Linked DNA regions of Mus musculus: regions 1 and 3 are each linked to region 2. A link is a contact called in public HiChIP or PLAC-seq data. All regions are on one chromosome and are shown on one strand. The core of a region is the stretch at or near the end of the contact, and the rest is flanking DNA. Distances in the headings are between cores, read along the strand shown.

Region 1 (4,659 bases), core at 1,334-3,833, 2.4 Mb after region 2:
ATATATGTTATTATATGTGTGTGAAGGCAGAGTGGGAGCGCACGCCTGTGAGGATCATAGGACAACTTGTGGAGACTGTTCCTTGGCAAGCATTCCAGGGATGGAACTCAGGTCACCATGTTGTCATAGCAAGTGCCTTACCCTGCTCCATCATCTCACCAGCCCCCAGTGAGTTTTAAATAGAGCAATAAGGGGACTAGGTCCAGCCCCAGACTACATGGGTTCAAATCCCAGACCCACTGTTTACCAGATTTGTGATAACTGACTTCCAAACCCAGACACTACTGCATATGCCAGCAAGATTTTGCTGACAGGACCCTGATATAGCTTTCTCTTGTGAGACTAGGCCAGTGCCTGGCAAATACAAAAGTGGATGCTCACAGTCAGCTATTGGATGGAACACAGGGTCCCCAATGGAGGAGCTAGAGAAAGAACCTAAGGAGCTGAAGGGGTCTGCAACCCTTAGATGGAACAACAATATGAACTAACCAGTACTCCCAGAGCTTGTATCTCTAGCTGCATATGTAGCAGAAGATGGCCTAGTCGGCCACCATTGGGAGGAGAGGCCCTTGGAACTGCGAAGATTATATTCCCCAGTACAGGGGGATGCCAGGCCAGGAAGCAGGAGTGGGTGGGTTGGGAAGCAGGGTGGGGGGAGGGTATTGGGGACTTTTGGAGAGGAAACTAGGAAAGGGGATAGCATTTGAAATGTAAATGAAGAAAATATCTTTAAATTTTTGTTTTTGAAAAAAGAAAAAGAAGGGTGCAGGTGGACTGTGTCAACACCTGAACCAGTATCTAAACATCTGCAAAAGGCCTATGTGAGGTCGCCTGGAGCAGCACCACCATGGCTGCTTGCTGGCCTGACTTCAGTCAGAGGCTGGATCCACTGTGGAGGAAGCGGTATATTGCCCTTCCCCACATCACCCTCAGAAGCCACAGATTCGCTGTTCTAAACTGGCCCCAGGATCCCTGTCTGCTGAGCCCATGCCCAGGCCCATCGAATGCCAGCCTAGTACCTTGTGGCTTCCTGGGTGGCACTCCTCTCCTTCACGCCCCAGTGGGGTACACAACCGCAGGCCCCGCAGCCACAGACTGATAGCGCAGCAGGTGCCGGCCCCACACTGGATATCTCGTTCACAGGCCTAAGGGAGAGAGAAAAGGGCCAACCGGTTAGTGTCGCCCAAAGGAATGATCCGGATTAGGATTTGGAGGTGGTGACTAAGCATCTCGGATCAACAGGACACCTTGGCCTGGGTCTAACATCACTGCTCGTCTCTTGAGAGGGACACTCGGGGCCCAGCACAGTACCAGACTTCAGTCTGGGGAACTCTTCCTGCTCAGTGGTGAGGCAGTCAGTCCCTGTTCCCCGGGAAACCCTGTGTTAGAAGGCATAGCTTTTCTAATCCCAGTCAACACTGGTTGAATATGATGGATTAGAACTCTGTGGTGAAGGAACTGGAGGGTCCTTCGTGGTCCAAGGCTCTGGATGTTGGCTGCTGAGCTTTTGGTGTCCTTTGTTCTTCAGCATCTATTCTAAGCTACCTTTCTGTGTGTCTCCCATCCGGTAACCCACAGAGGCCTGATGGACAGTTATCCCCCCCATCCCCCATCCCCCACCCCCACCACTTCTCTGCTGGCCTCCCTGGACCCCCGACGTGGATGCACCCTTCTAGGTTGGGCTGCTTGGACCTGCTGGATAACCAGGTAACAAAAGAAACTTTCAAACAACCTAACTTTACACCAAAACCAGGGTCAAGAGAGCAAGTAGGGCCTCATGGAGAGCCAGTCGACCTGGCCACTACCCAGAGGCCATGTGGCTTCAGAACTGAAGTCTGGGGCTGAGTTTTCTTTCGTTATTCTCCAGTATCAGGCCACAGAACACCTTCAGGCTACCAGCATGGGACATGACAAGACGTGGAAGCTCCAACCTTTCTATTAGGAAGGATGAGGAAGGAAACATATACCAAATCTTTTTCATCACCCAGAGAAGGTCCAGGTGGCAGTCACCAGCAGCTAATCTTAGCCCAGCAGGGGTGCTTCTCACACCCAAGCCAGCCCCCTGGGAATGGCAGGTGAAGGGTGGTGGGGACTAGTTGGACTCCTCTCTCCTGATGATGGTAGGCGTGGCATTCTGGGAGGTCCGGCCCTTCAGCTGGGCTGTCACTAAGGAGCAATGGAAGGTGGAGAGGTCAGGAGGTCAGGAGCTGACTTCTTTCTGAGAGTCAGAGGAGGAATGTCAGGAGGATATGGGAAATGGAGGGCAGCTGGGCCTGCCTGGCTCTCCTCCCCTCAAGACCCTCCTCTGACTGTTCATCTTGCCATTCACTTACTCCCCAAGACTGACCTGACCTTCTTCTCTCACTGGGCTCTTATTAACAGATGCCCCCACTTCCCTTGGGCCTCTCTACCTGTTGCCAGTCTGGAATAGATGTTGGCGCTGGCTTGGTGGCACTGTGACTGTGCAGCTCATTGGGTCCTCCATGTACCCCCATCCCTCACTGTGTCGGGCAACCCCAACTTTTCTCCCGGGTCTGACCTTGGTCTTCACGACGGCTTTCATCAGTCATGCCTGCTCGATGCAAGCCTGCCTTCAGAGCATTTGCTTGCCCTGTGTGTTAGTTTGAACGGAGTCTCTTTCCTTTGAAAGGGAGGTTGCCTTTTCTGTGAAAATTAAAATTTATCCAGTTCCAGGAACTGGCTGGCATTACTCCATATTTACCTTCCAGGTAGAAGGTTGGAGGAAGTTGAAATAAAACTTAATTCTCTCCTTTTCTTCCTGACTTTTGCCTGGGGAGCTCTTAAGAGAAGCACTGTTTTTTGGCTTGTGATTAGGTCCAGTTTATGACCCTGCGTGTACCTACATGACAGGAGGGCAGGTACAGCAGGAGATGAGAAGACTCCATGCCCTGAGTGACAGACTCAGTGCCCCTGGCCTGAGCCTCTGCTTCAAGGTTAACATGTTTGGGGTGCATCTGCCAATGTTGGCACCACACATCTCCCCCTGGGAAGCCACTAAAGAGTGAAAGGGGGTGTTTGAACATTCTCTCTAATAGCTAAAGTGAGACTAAGGAGGGACCCTGTGTGCTTGCCGCCCTGAACTCACAGCATGCTCTGTGAGTTAACACGGACAAGTGAACCAGGCAAAGATGAAAACCAAGGTGTACACAAGACAAATGGGGCTGGGGATGGGACACTAATCTGCCCTGTAAACAAATGTCCTATGGCACACACCAAGGAATCTCCATTTTACTAAAGACTCGATGTCAAAATCCCAGCGCCCTCCTAATGTATTTAAAATGGTATTCTATTTACCCACAACTCTGTCTGCCAGACTAACCCATCTGAAGTCACACACAACCCCACTCCCAGACAGTGATTACCTTCAAAATCCCTTTGGTTTAGGTGATTTGGAGCAGCAGAGCCTTTGTGGTTCTTAGTACACTCCCTGTTGTAGAACACCGATCTTGGCCCCTATACCAGGTCTATGGAGAATGCTAGAAACTTACCCCTGTGATGACCGCACAGTCGGACGCCGTTGCTAGAAGGAGCATGATGAAGATATGCACAGCGCCTCTCATGATCACTTGAGGTGACGACAAACACAGTCTACTTTGGTACCCCTCACTTCCTTCTGCGCTGCCTTGTGCTAGACAAGCCGAGAAGGCCAAGCTGTCCTACCCGACCTCCTTCGGATTTATATAGCCAGATCCAGGGCTGCCTCTAAATGCCTCATCTCTCTCTTCCCTCCCATCACCATTATTCAGATGAGCTCAGAGGCGAAGATGAGACCTGAATCTCCAACAGCATCCCATCACCGTCAGAGCGGATACAAATGGATACACTGGGGACTTTGACAGTTGTTCTAAGTCTTCCAAGAGTACCACACTTCAAACAGTTGCCTGCAATTCACTTGATATCCATTTCCATCTCTGCATCATTCTTTCCTGCTTGGGCCAGGAGGATAACTTTAGTGATGAATTAAGAGATTTGGAACATTGATTTTTTTTTCTCCTCGCCCACACTGAACCATGCAGCGTACAGGAGTGTTTATATTCTCATACTCAAGCTATTAAGCATTATGTGAGTGTTTACCCTGGATTCAACACAGAGGTGGTTGAGAAGACAGAGGGTGAGGTGGTATCTGTTGCTGAACTTTAAAGGTTAAAATTCCCAATATGGAGACAGACACTGCATCTGTGGTGTTGATGCTTCTCACAGATACACAGGTGAGGCTGCTCTCTAATAAGCTCTGGACAAGCGCCTGTGAGCCGGTTAGTCTTTGATGTCTAATTGATTGGATTCAGAATTCCTATGGCAACACACCTCTGGATACGTCTATGAGGGTATTTCCAGCAAAAAGAAATTGAGGCAGAAAGATCCACCATGGCTGTGAGCATCATCATACCATGAGCTACGGGCACAAACTAGTGAAAAAGTGGCTGAGTGCCAGCAGTCAGTCATCTCCCCACTCCAGGCTACAGATACAATGGTACCTGCCTCTGCTATTCCTGCAGCCTTGATCTCCCTGTCATGATGGGCTGGACACTCAGTCTGTGAATGAGAATTAAGCCTTTGCTAACAATGACAAGGTACCTAATACAAGCAGTAAATGCCCCTGGACCATTTACCAGGAGGAGGAACTGAAGATAAGAACGC
Region 2 (4,611 bases), core at 453-2,952:
GACTATACAGAGAAACCCTGTCTCGAAAACAAACAAACAAACAAACAAAAACAAAAAAAGAAAGAAAAAAGAGAATCAACACTAAAGTGTTATTTGGTGGCTTTTTAGTTTTTGTCCTACTAATGCTTAAGTTCAAACACAGGATGTTGCACATGCTAAGACTCTACTAACAAACTGCCACCCTGGATCCTGGTAAGTGGTTTATAAAGGTGGTAAGCACCCTTTTCAGCATTTAAAGACAGTGGCTCATTCATACACAGGTGTATGTTAAATTATTCTTTTTGAAGAAGTGATTAAAAATAGTCTGTTCCCCTGTCAACAATCTCCAATTTCTTTTTCGAAGAACCCAGGCAGATTTTATAGAACATTGGAGAGCACATACTTTGTAACAGTCACTGCAGGAAACAAAAGACATATTCTTGTCCCTAAGTTAGCTAATGAGACCATTCTAACTTGTAGCAGCCCTAAGAGTCTGTGTTTATGGAAGAACTAAGTACTTTCCTTTTTGGACAGTTTAGCAAATGTACGTTGTCAGAAAAAGTTATACTATCAAATTTGGAATACACCCTGGTATTTAAAACACTTTTAAAGATCTATGTACACAAACGACACTCTTGACATACCCAGCTATAAAGCACCATAGTAGGTCATCAAAAAAGGTTGGGTGTTTCATCCAAACCGAATGTGTTAAATGTGAGGTTTATTTACGACCCATTTAACCTTTCTGGAGTTGAAAAAAAAGTCGTCTGGCTATTTCTCACTGCTTAACAGGAAGTTAAAAAAACAAAACAAAACAAAAGACTTTGAAAAAAATTATAGTTAAGATTAAGACAGAAGGGACGGAGTCACCTTGGGGCTAAACGTTCACACAAGAGAGCATAGGCAGGAATAAAGGTGCTGGTCAAATTCTTAAGCAAATCCCTTGAGGTTTACTGATTTATTTTTATCCAATTAGTTTAATCGTCAGTAGTAGAGAAAAGATGAGAGAGGGTGTGTATTTCGGTGGACAGACACCACCAGAGGACCTCTCCCTCCCTGACAAGGAGTCCTGACAGCAAAATCACTTCCTGAGGAAGGAGGAGCAAAAGGGAAGTTAAGGAGGCCACTCTGATCAGGAAGTGACTCGTTCTAAACTAACCCCAATCATACCTATAAATGGGGGGATGGGGTGAGCCCCAACTGCCAAAAGCGGTAAAATAACTGCTGCCTGACACGTCCCGACATCACCTTCACCTCCTCTCTTATAATTACAGAAAAGAGTCTAGAGTTAAAAGTCAATCAGGCAAAGTGTCTCCTCTTGAAAGAAGGTTGTGCTCTGTCCAGGATGAAAAGAGTTGAGGACTGGGGGACTGGGGCCACCGTGAGGCAGACGAAAGCTCCTTTAAGGAAGGAAGCGTCCCGGGGCCAGAGGGACTATGCCAGCACCGGGAAACAACCTTCTTCTTCCTGGGGGCACCGCCAGGTTTCTCACTGCTGCCGGCTCGGACCCCTGGGCCCCGTCGAGGAAGGAAGTAAAAGAGAGAGGCGGACCCCTTACCTTCTCTTCATCCGACACCCGATCCTCAAAGTCGGCCATCTTGGCTGCTCTGGCCCAGCCCGGCGGGCCGGCGCGAGGCAGGCCGGGAAGGAAGCTGAGTGGCGGAATCACCGAGGGGCCGTCGGAAGGAGCCGCCCGGAAGCTCAGGCCAAGAGGGCGCCATGTCAGTTCCGCGCGGGTGTGACAGCCTGGAGTCGGCGCTCTAGGAAGTCGGCTTGCCCCTCGGGGCTTTGCAGCCTTAACATCTTTCTCCCTGAGTTCCGGTCACTTTCCCATTCGTCCTGGAGTGCTTGGTGGCGGGCCTCGACTCTTGCGTGGCGTCTGGGCTCCCTCTGGTCATGGAGCAGTTGCTACACCTCTAAGTTTTTCTGATCCGGTTGGTCTCCTGGGCCGCCGAGTCCAGGGCACTAAGAGCTGCTCGGCTCTTTGAGACATCAGTACTTTTCCGACCCCGGCACAGGGCGACAGGTTACCCTCAACCACGTATGGAAGAAAAACCACTTCCCTCCGGCGCCACACTGAGTCCGTTTCCAGAAGAATAAGCGCCACCATCAGATGCTTCCCCGCCCTCCTAGAGGACTAGGTAGCCCCTCAGTCGGCCACCGCGCTCCGCCACCTTCCAGATCTCCAGCCAGTTCCCCAGGACTCAGCCTAGACAGAGGCCAGCTTCAAGTCCGCCACTATCCCAGGATTCCCGACTCCGGGTTTCCGGCCCTTCTCCCCTCCCAGGTCCCGGCGCCTGCCGGAGCCGCAAGATGGCGGACGGAGACTACTTCGCGGAAGCCGCGCGGGCCGTGGGGTGTCCCCATGCACCTGTTCCTGGCTTGGGCCTGGGCCCGCCGCTGGGCTGGAAAGAGCGGCTGAAGGCCGGGTTGGCGAACTCTGGGTCCACGCTGTGGTTCCTGGCGGGGCTGGGGCTGCTTTACGCTCTGAGGGTCCCGCTGAGGCTGTGTGACAACGTGACAGCGGGTGAGAGGCCCAAACCTCCCGGACAGTCGGGGACAAGTGCCAAAGATCAGAGATTCTCGGGGAGACATGGAGGGCTTTGCAGAAGGAAATTGGTGTTGCATGCTCCAGTGGGTTTATTTTTGTCGCTTGGGCCACCTCCACCCGGCAGCTGATTGTTAGAACCGTGCTGCAGTTTCCCGGCCCCTCCCTAGATCGCTGAAGGTTCGCCCTCTCTATTCTGTCTACGCTACCACAGGAAAAGCTACCTGACACGCTGCAAGCTCCAGGTAGTAGGACAGAAGAGAGCATTCCCAGATGTGTACACACAGTTTATAGACATTCCTATCGTTTGCAGGGCCCCTTGAAAAGTCGTACCTCAGAGTTTCCCAGCTGCCTAACTTAAAAGAACTCACACCCAGAAAAGCAAGATAAGCACATCTGTCATACACGATAGAAAATGCTATGATTTTAGTGGACCATACTTTTATTGTAAGACAGTTCGGTTAAGAGACGTTTTTCGTAATATTTTTATTGTGAGTAATAAGATAGTCTAGGAAAGGGAGAGGAGAGAGAAGTGCAGACAACGGTGGGTTTGTTTAATATTTTCCTTCGGCAGTTGTACAATGTTTGTCATGTAGCCTGGGCCAAAGATAAAAACTTGTAAGCAGTGTTGACCTGTGCGGATTCTGCAAATACTATTCCCTGGCCGTAGGTAGGATGAAAAGATGGACTCCTGGATCTTTTGTGGCGTTATTGCAGTATTTTTTGCTGCAGCCTCAGAAGAAGATGGAAATATTTCCTTCTTTTTGGTTTTTCGAGACAGGGTTTCTCTGTGTAGCCCTGGCTGTCCTGGAACTCTGTAGACCAGGCTGGCCTCGAACTCAGAAATCCGCCTGCGTCTGCCTCCCAAGTGCTGGGATTAAAGGCTGTGTGCCACCACTGCCTGGTGAAATATTTCTGTTAGATGGTGACACTGTTAATTTTTCTGTCCTTTGAGAAGGCAGTGGTCTCCCTTTTCTGTCTCATGAGATGACATGAAAGACCATAGGATAATGTTCTAAAATGCTTTTTGTATTTTAGAGTATTGGTACCACATACTGTCTAATTTGTCTGTAATAGGTTGGTGAAGTGTTTAATGGTAATTTGTGTGCTCATTAAAGTGCTATTCATCGAGTTTGTCATTTATTTTTCTACTTCTTCTTGTTGCTTTGAGGCCAGGATGTTGCCAAGACATCCTGATCCCTTGAGCCACTTCTTAAGTGGTGGATTTAGAGGCATATACTAGCTAGCCTGGCTTTAAACCAGGAATGCTGACACATGCTTGTGATCCCAGTACTTGGGCTACTGAAAGTACAGTACAGATATATCAGTTGTTAAAGGCCAGCCTCAGCTACATAGTAAGTTTGAGACCAGTCTGGACTATCTTAGACCATGTTGTGAAAGTGCATTTAGCTTTTTATTCTTATATATTTGCTGAAGTTCTAGTCTAACTTACTTTTACAGCTTGTATTTTAGATTTTCAGAAAAGCAGGCTAAATTATCTCACTGTGACTTGATTTTCTTTTTTCTTTCTTTGACCCTAGATATTGACCCTAGGGCCCTGTACACACTCATTTTGATTTACTTCTTTTTTTTTTTTTTCTTTTTCTTTTTTTTTTTTTTAAAGATTTATTTATTTATTATATGTAAGTACACTGTAGCTGTCTTCAGACCCTCCAGAAGAGGGAGTCAGATCTCATTACAGATGGTTGTGAGCCACCATGTGGTTGCTGGGATTTGAACTTTGGACCTTCGGAAGAGCAGTCGGGTGCTCTTACCCATTGAGCCATCTCACCAGCCCTTGATTTACTTCTTATTTAACTAAACAACAGTGTAAAACCTCACTTTTATATCCATGAGAAGATTCTTAAGATATCAGACAATGGAAACTTAAAGTCACTTTTTAAAAATTTATTAATTTTAATGTGTGTACACTCTAGCTGTACAGATGGTTGCGAGCCTTCATGTGGTTGTTGGGAATTGAATTTTTAGGACCACTGCTCGCTCTGGTCAACTCCACTCTCTCAGTCTCTGCTTGCTCCAGCCCAAATATTTATTTATTATTATATATAGTACACTGTAGTTGT
Region 3 (4,632 bases), core at 2,036-4,535, 2.4 Mb after region 2:
TGCAGGACCAAAGGAAGCGAGACAGAGAGACAACAGCCTATCCCCGTCACTTCCCACACATCAAATCCTCCCTCTTCCTGATTTCTTCTCTTCCCCTGAAAGGCCTAGCTTAGACCTTAAGAAGCTGTAGGCATTCTGAAAATCTTTTAATCATTTTTCTGGCTTTGAGATTATTTGATATACCCTGGAGACCTATTTGACAATACAGGAGCCAATGTTCACTCAAGGGACTGAGTACTTGAAATGTGGTCGGTCTGAACTGCAATGTGACAAAGTGCAACTAGACTTCATATTTTAAGGACTTAAGATGGGAGAAAAATAATGTATTTTTTAAAAGTAATTATATATTGAAATAACTTCTTAGATACACAAAATCATGTTAAAATTAATTTCTTCTGTTTTCCTTATGTGGCTCCCAGGTTATTTAAAACTACAAAGGGGGTTCACATTATATCTGTTTGAATAGTAATGTGGAGGTTCAGAAAGGCAGAACTGGGCTAAGGGTAAAGCTCAGGCATAGAGTACTTACCTAGCCTGAGTAAAGTCCTAGGTAAGCCAGATGCTTGGCGCTTAACAGAACAAGACAGAATGGTCAAACCAAGCGGTCTCAATTCAGTAACATTTTTACCACTTGAGACCACAGGGAGGCAGAGCTGATACTGTTCCCTTAGGCATAGTGTTAGCTTTCTCTTAAGACAACTGGGGCAAACTTTACTTTGAATAGTATCTAATAGGTTTTTAAACACCTAGCCCAGCCTCCCAAGTACTGGGATCATCAGCATGCTCTCTGCTACGCAGCTCTAACGCTATCTTTTAAGGGTATCTCTAGAGTGCTGTTCTAAAATCTGAATAGCCCACATTGTGTTACCTGATAACTCAGGTAATTTCTCCAAAGCCCAAATTACACCCCATAAACTGGAATCCCAAGAAAGTTAGAATTCTAGAGCCAGGAGCTGGGGAGATGTCTTAGTCAGCATTCTTACCTTGCAAGCATGAAGACATGGGCTTGGTTTCCAGATCCCATGGATAACTGCCTGGGGCATGGTGGCACACATGTAATCCCAACATTGAAAAGGCTGAGATGGGTTGGGACAGGGAGATCCCTGGGGAAGCTGGCCAGTCAGGCTAGCCTAATCAAGCCCCAAACTATCGATAGACCCTGTCTCAAACAAAAGAGTTTAATGGCACCTGAGGAACAAGACAAGGCTGACCTCTGACCCCCAACTGCACATGCACATACGTGCATGAATATCTGCAAACACACTGAATCCAAGTATACACATGCATCAAGACACACATGAACATACATACAAACACACAATTCTGGAAGCATAGCCAAATATGGGGCTCATATTAGAGCATTAGAAGGCTGAGGCAGGAGAATCACATGTTAGAGATAACCCTGCACTGTAAAGTTAAAAAGTAATAATAATTCTGCGAGCTTCATTTTAACAATATGGTGAATGGTGAGCGGGTGGCTAAGCCTTGGCCTCTTCTATTATGGGCACCAGATCAAAAAACAGACTGAGTAAATGCCAGAGATCAGATTGCTAGAGGAAGCTAAGTGCAAGGCACGCTACACAGGAAGGGGTAGAGATGAGCCATGGACACACCCTTGTTTTCATAAACCCTTCTTCATGTAAATAATATATATACATATATATATTTTTCTTGAAAATGACCATAACTTTTGACCAAACAATTCTATTTCTAGTAATTAACCATGAAGAAAAAATTTAAATGCACAATATTGGGCTAAAGAATATTCAACCAGCACAGAACCTGGTACCACCAGGACAGAGGGTAGGGAGGGGACACAAGAGCAACTTAATTGGTCACTAATGAACAGTAAGTTCACTTTAGGTGTAGCTATGATAACAAAGTTGGTGTGTTTTGCAACTATTACAAACAAAGTAAATAAAAACTTACTGTCCTGAAAAGGTATTTATAATAAATTCTGTGAAGAATCCCTGCTACATAATTCAGAATTGTATATATAGTATGTATATTGATTTTGCTTTTAAAAAACATTTCTCTACAGAGTGAGTTCCAGGACAGCCAGGGCTACACAGAGAAACCCTGTCTCGAAAAACAAAAAAAAAAAAAAAACAAAAAACAAAAAACAAAAAAAATTCAAATAATACATTTGCAAAGATAGCCATATGGAAAAGATAGTCTCCAAAATATCCTTATCAAACTATCATCTCTTCACAGTAGGACTATGAGTGGTTAGTTTATTCTAAAGTTTTTAAACCCAGGCATGTTGGTGTAATCCCAGCACTTGGGAAGTAAAAGCAGAGAGATCAATACTTCAAGGCCAGCCTCGGACACACTGCAAATTTGAGGGCAATGAGGGGTATATGAGATACTGTCTCTAAAACAGAAAAGGGAATAAAAATTTTAAAGCTCAGTTATTTTAAAGTAATAATACACGGTCTTCACTAACACCTAAAACTTAAACCTAATTTCTTCCCCCTAAAACTTCCCATGACCTAGCTATTAGAAGTATCAATGCAAATTAAATATGGCACATGGCAGTAAATCACAGGACAAAGGTGGGAGAATTCGAGGCCAACCTACGAGAACAAAGAAGGTACCAATGTTAAGATTCTGACACTTTCCCAGCACGCAGTTTGGGGTTTCAACGTGTGCCATCTCTTCCTTTAGTCCCGTGTGTGCACCCCTCCCCATCGGCCCTGTGTGATAGGTTACTTCTCCTCCGATGTTGGTGAAATGAATCAATTTAAACCAGAGTAGATGATGTTAAAGGCAGGTTTATTGGGAAGCTGCCAGCCGGTGGGTGAGTTCACTGGCCCCAAGGACCAAGGCCAGCGAAGTTTCCTGGGAAAGGAAGGAAGAAAGAGAGAAGGGGGAATGTGTGCAGAGAGAGAAAAGGAGAAGGAGACCAAAATGTCTGGATTCTATAGAAAGGAGCCCTATAGAAAGGGAAGGGCAGCCCAGCCCCTGGGCTGGAAAGTTCAGGGTTGGGGGCAAGGTATGCCAGGTGGGAACTGAGGGATGCAGAACCTGGAGGCCAGTTCTGCTTTGATAGGTAAAGTATACACCTCAGCCTCTTGACCTAGGGTCAGAAACTGAGCACTGTCTTCTTAGCGATTGGCCTATTGCATAGATGAGACCATGCCAGACCTGCTGGTTACTTTAAAATTTAAACCAGGTCTACGTCTGGTTAGGACTGGAAATTGCTTGAACCAAATCCAAAGGTTAAAAATCACTAAGTCCAAGTGCTAGGTCAGGAAAAGGCCCTGAGGCCCGACTACAGATTGCTTTGAAGGCCCAGCACCCCCAATCGAAAGCCAGCCATCACTGGTCCTGTGGTAGTAGCTATGCCTTTTCGTAAAGAGCGCGGACGCGGCGCCGCGCTGAATTTCGTCCCTCTGGAGACGCCGTCCAGGCGCCCGCCTCGGTCAAGTCACGTGATCGAGGTTTGCGGTGAAGGAGGAAGTGTTTTGCTGCGGGGTCCTGGCCTGGGGCGGACAGCCTGCGGGATGGAGGCGACTTTGGAGCAGCATTTGGAGGACACGTGAGTAGTGCGTGCGGCCGGTCCTGGGCTCCGGACAGGGGAGCTGGAATGGGACAGCGGCATGGACCGCGAGTGTCTGCGGAAGCGTTTGGGGCACTCGGGGCGGCGAGCGGGTGACTTCTGCCTACGGCCGGGCCGCTCGTTACTGGGTAGTAAAGTTTCGTTAGGCGTGTTCGCAGAATCGAGTAGCTCTTGAGAAGTTTGGGAAACGGATTAAGTTTGGGGAAGGATGCCCCGGGTGTGCTAAATCGAGCCCCCGCAGTGCCAAAGCACTTTCACGCACATCTTCCCGCGTTTGTGGCCCGTCAGTTGCTCAGCGCTTGTGAAGTAAATATATCCGTAAAGTTTTTCAGCTATCTCTGTAAAATTTAAAATTGGGAGGTGTAAAGTGGCTTACAAGAAGACACCTCCTCCTTGAGCTTCTTAATCCCCTCCAGGAGCAATTCCCGTTACTGAGATTTAACAGTTGTCTTCAGGAGTTGCAGTCCTAGAGCATGCTTCTATACCAAGGACAGAGCCCTAAAGATAACTGCCTTGTTTGTGTCTTTGTGAAGCAGAGGTGCCTGAGAAAATGGTTTGGGTTTTGTTTTGTTTATTTAAACAACTCACAGTTTGTCCTCTGAAAGGGGGCGAAAAAATTTAAGGGCTGATTTGAAGTGCTTAATACTCGGTGCATAGAAAATCTGTTTTACTACAGTAATTTGAAATATTTTCTTCACATCATCTGGTTCATCTTTCTTGTGCTCCCAAAATTAGAATGAAGAATCCATCCATTGTTGGAGTCCTATGCACAGATTCACAAGGACTTAATCTGGGCTGTAAGTGTCTCCTACCAGCCTCCCTTTGAAGTTCTGAGAGCCTTAACTTACACTGCTACTATTTTCTAGCTTTTATTCCTGTTACCTTTAGGGCATAGAGACTATCTCCAAGTAAGAGTAGATGGTTGAAGCCTTTCAGTTGCATTTTAAAGGCAGAAATGTTCCTCCCAGTTCTACAACTGTTCCTACTAAAATGGTTTTGAATAAATTTTAAGTGGTCTAGAAAAGGGCTTTAGATAAGGACATCTTTACTGAATGCATTCCCTGTGCAGG

The links. HiChIP or PLAC-seq counts read pairs in DNA pulled down with a chosen protein or histone mark.
Region 1: a contact with region 2 is called in an H3K27ac HiChIP or PLAC-seq map of large pre-B cells, with 5 times the contacts expected there. The contact joins the promoter of Prok1 here to the promoter of Capza1 in region 2.
Region 3: an H3K27ac HiChIP or PLAC-seq map of embryonic stem cells shows a contact between it and region 2, with 5 times the contacts expected there. The contact joins the promoter of Lamtor5 here to the promoter of Capza1 in region 2. A contact is called at or near these places in 1 of 39 promoter capture datasets (embryonic stem cells), 2 of 115 datasets of contacts at active chromatin or transcription factors (astrocytes and embryonic stem cells) and 1 of 9 other capture datasets (liver).

Annotation. Positions count from the first base shown.
Region 1 is chr3:107,236,069-107,240,727 of GRCm38.p6, forward strand. Prok1 (prokineticin 1) reads right to left here and starts at 2,584. Exons shown (of 3, transcript NM_001357885.1): 1 at 2,540-2,584; 2 at 1,020-1,145. The coding sequence starts at 2,563.
Region 2 is chr3:104,862,803-104,867,413 of GRCm38.p6, forward strand. It overlaps Capza1 (capping protein (actin filament) muscle Z-line, alpha 1), which reads right to left and starts at 1,703. Exons shown (of 10, transcript NM_009797.3): 1 at 1,538-1,703. The coding sequence starts at 1,576. St7l (suppression of tumorigenicity 7-like) reads left to right here and starts at 1,704. Exons shown (of 14, transcript NM_153091.3): 1 at 1,704-2,506. The coding sequence starts at 2,293.
Region 3 is chr3:107,275,573-107,280,204 of GRCm38.p6, forward strand. Lamtor5 (late endosomal/lysosomal adaptor, MAPK and MTOR activator 5) reads left to right here and starts at 3,286. Exons shown (of 4, transcript NM_026774.2): 1 at 3,286-3,541; 2 at 4,298-4,359. The coding sequence starts at 3,345.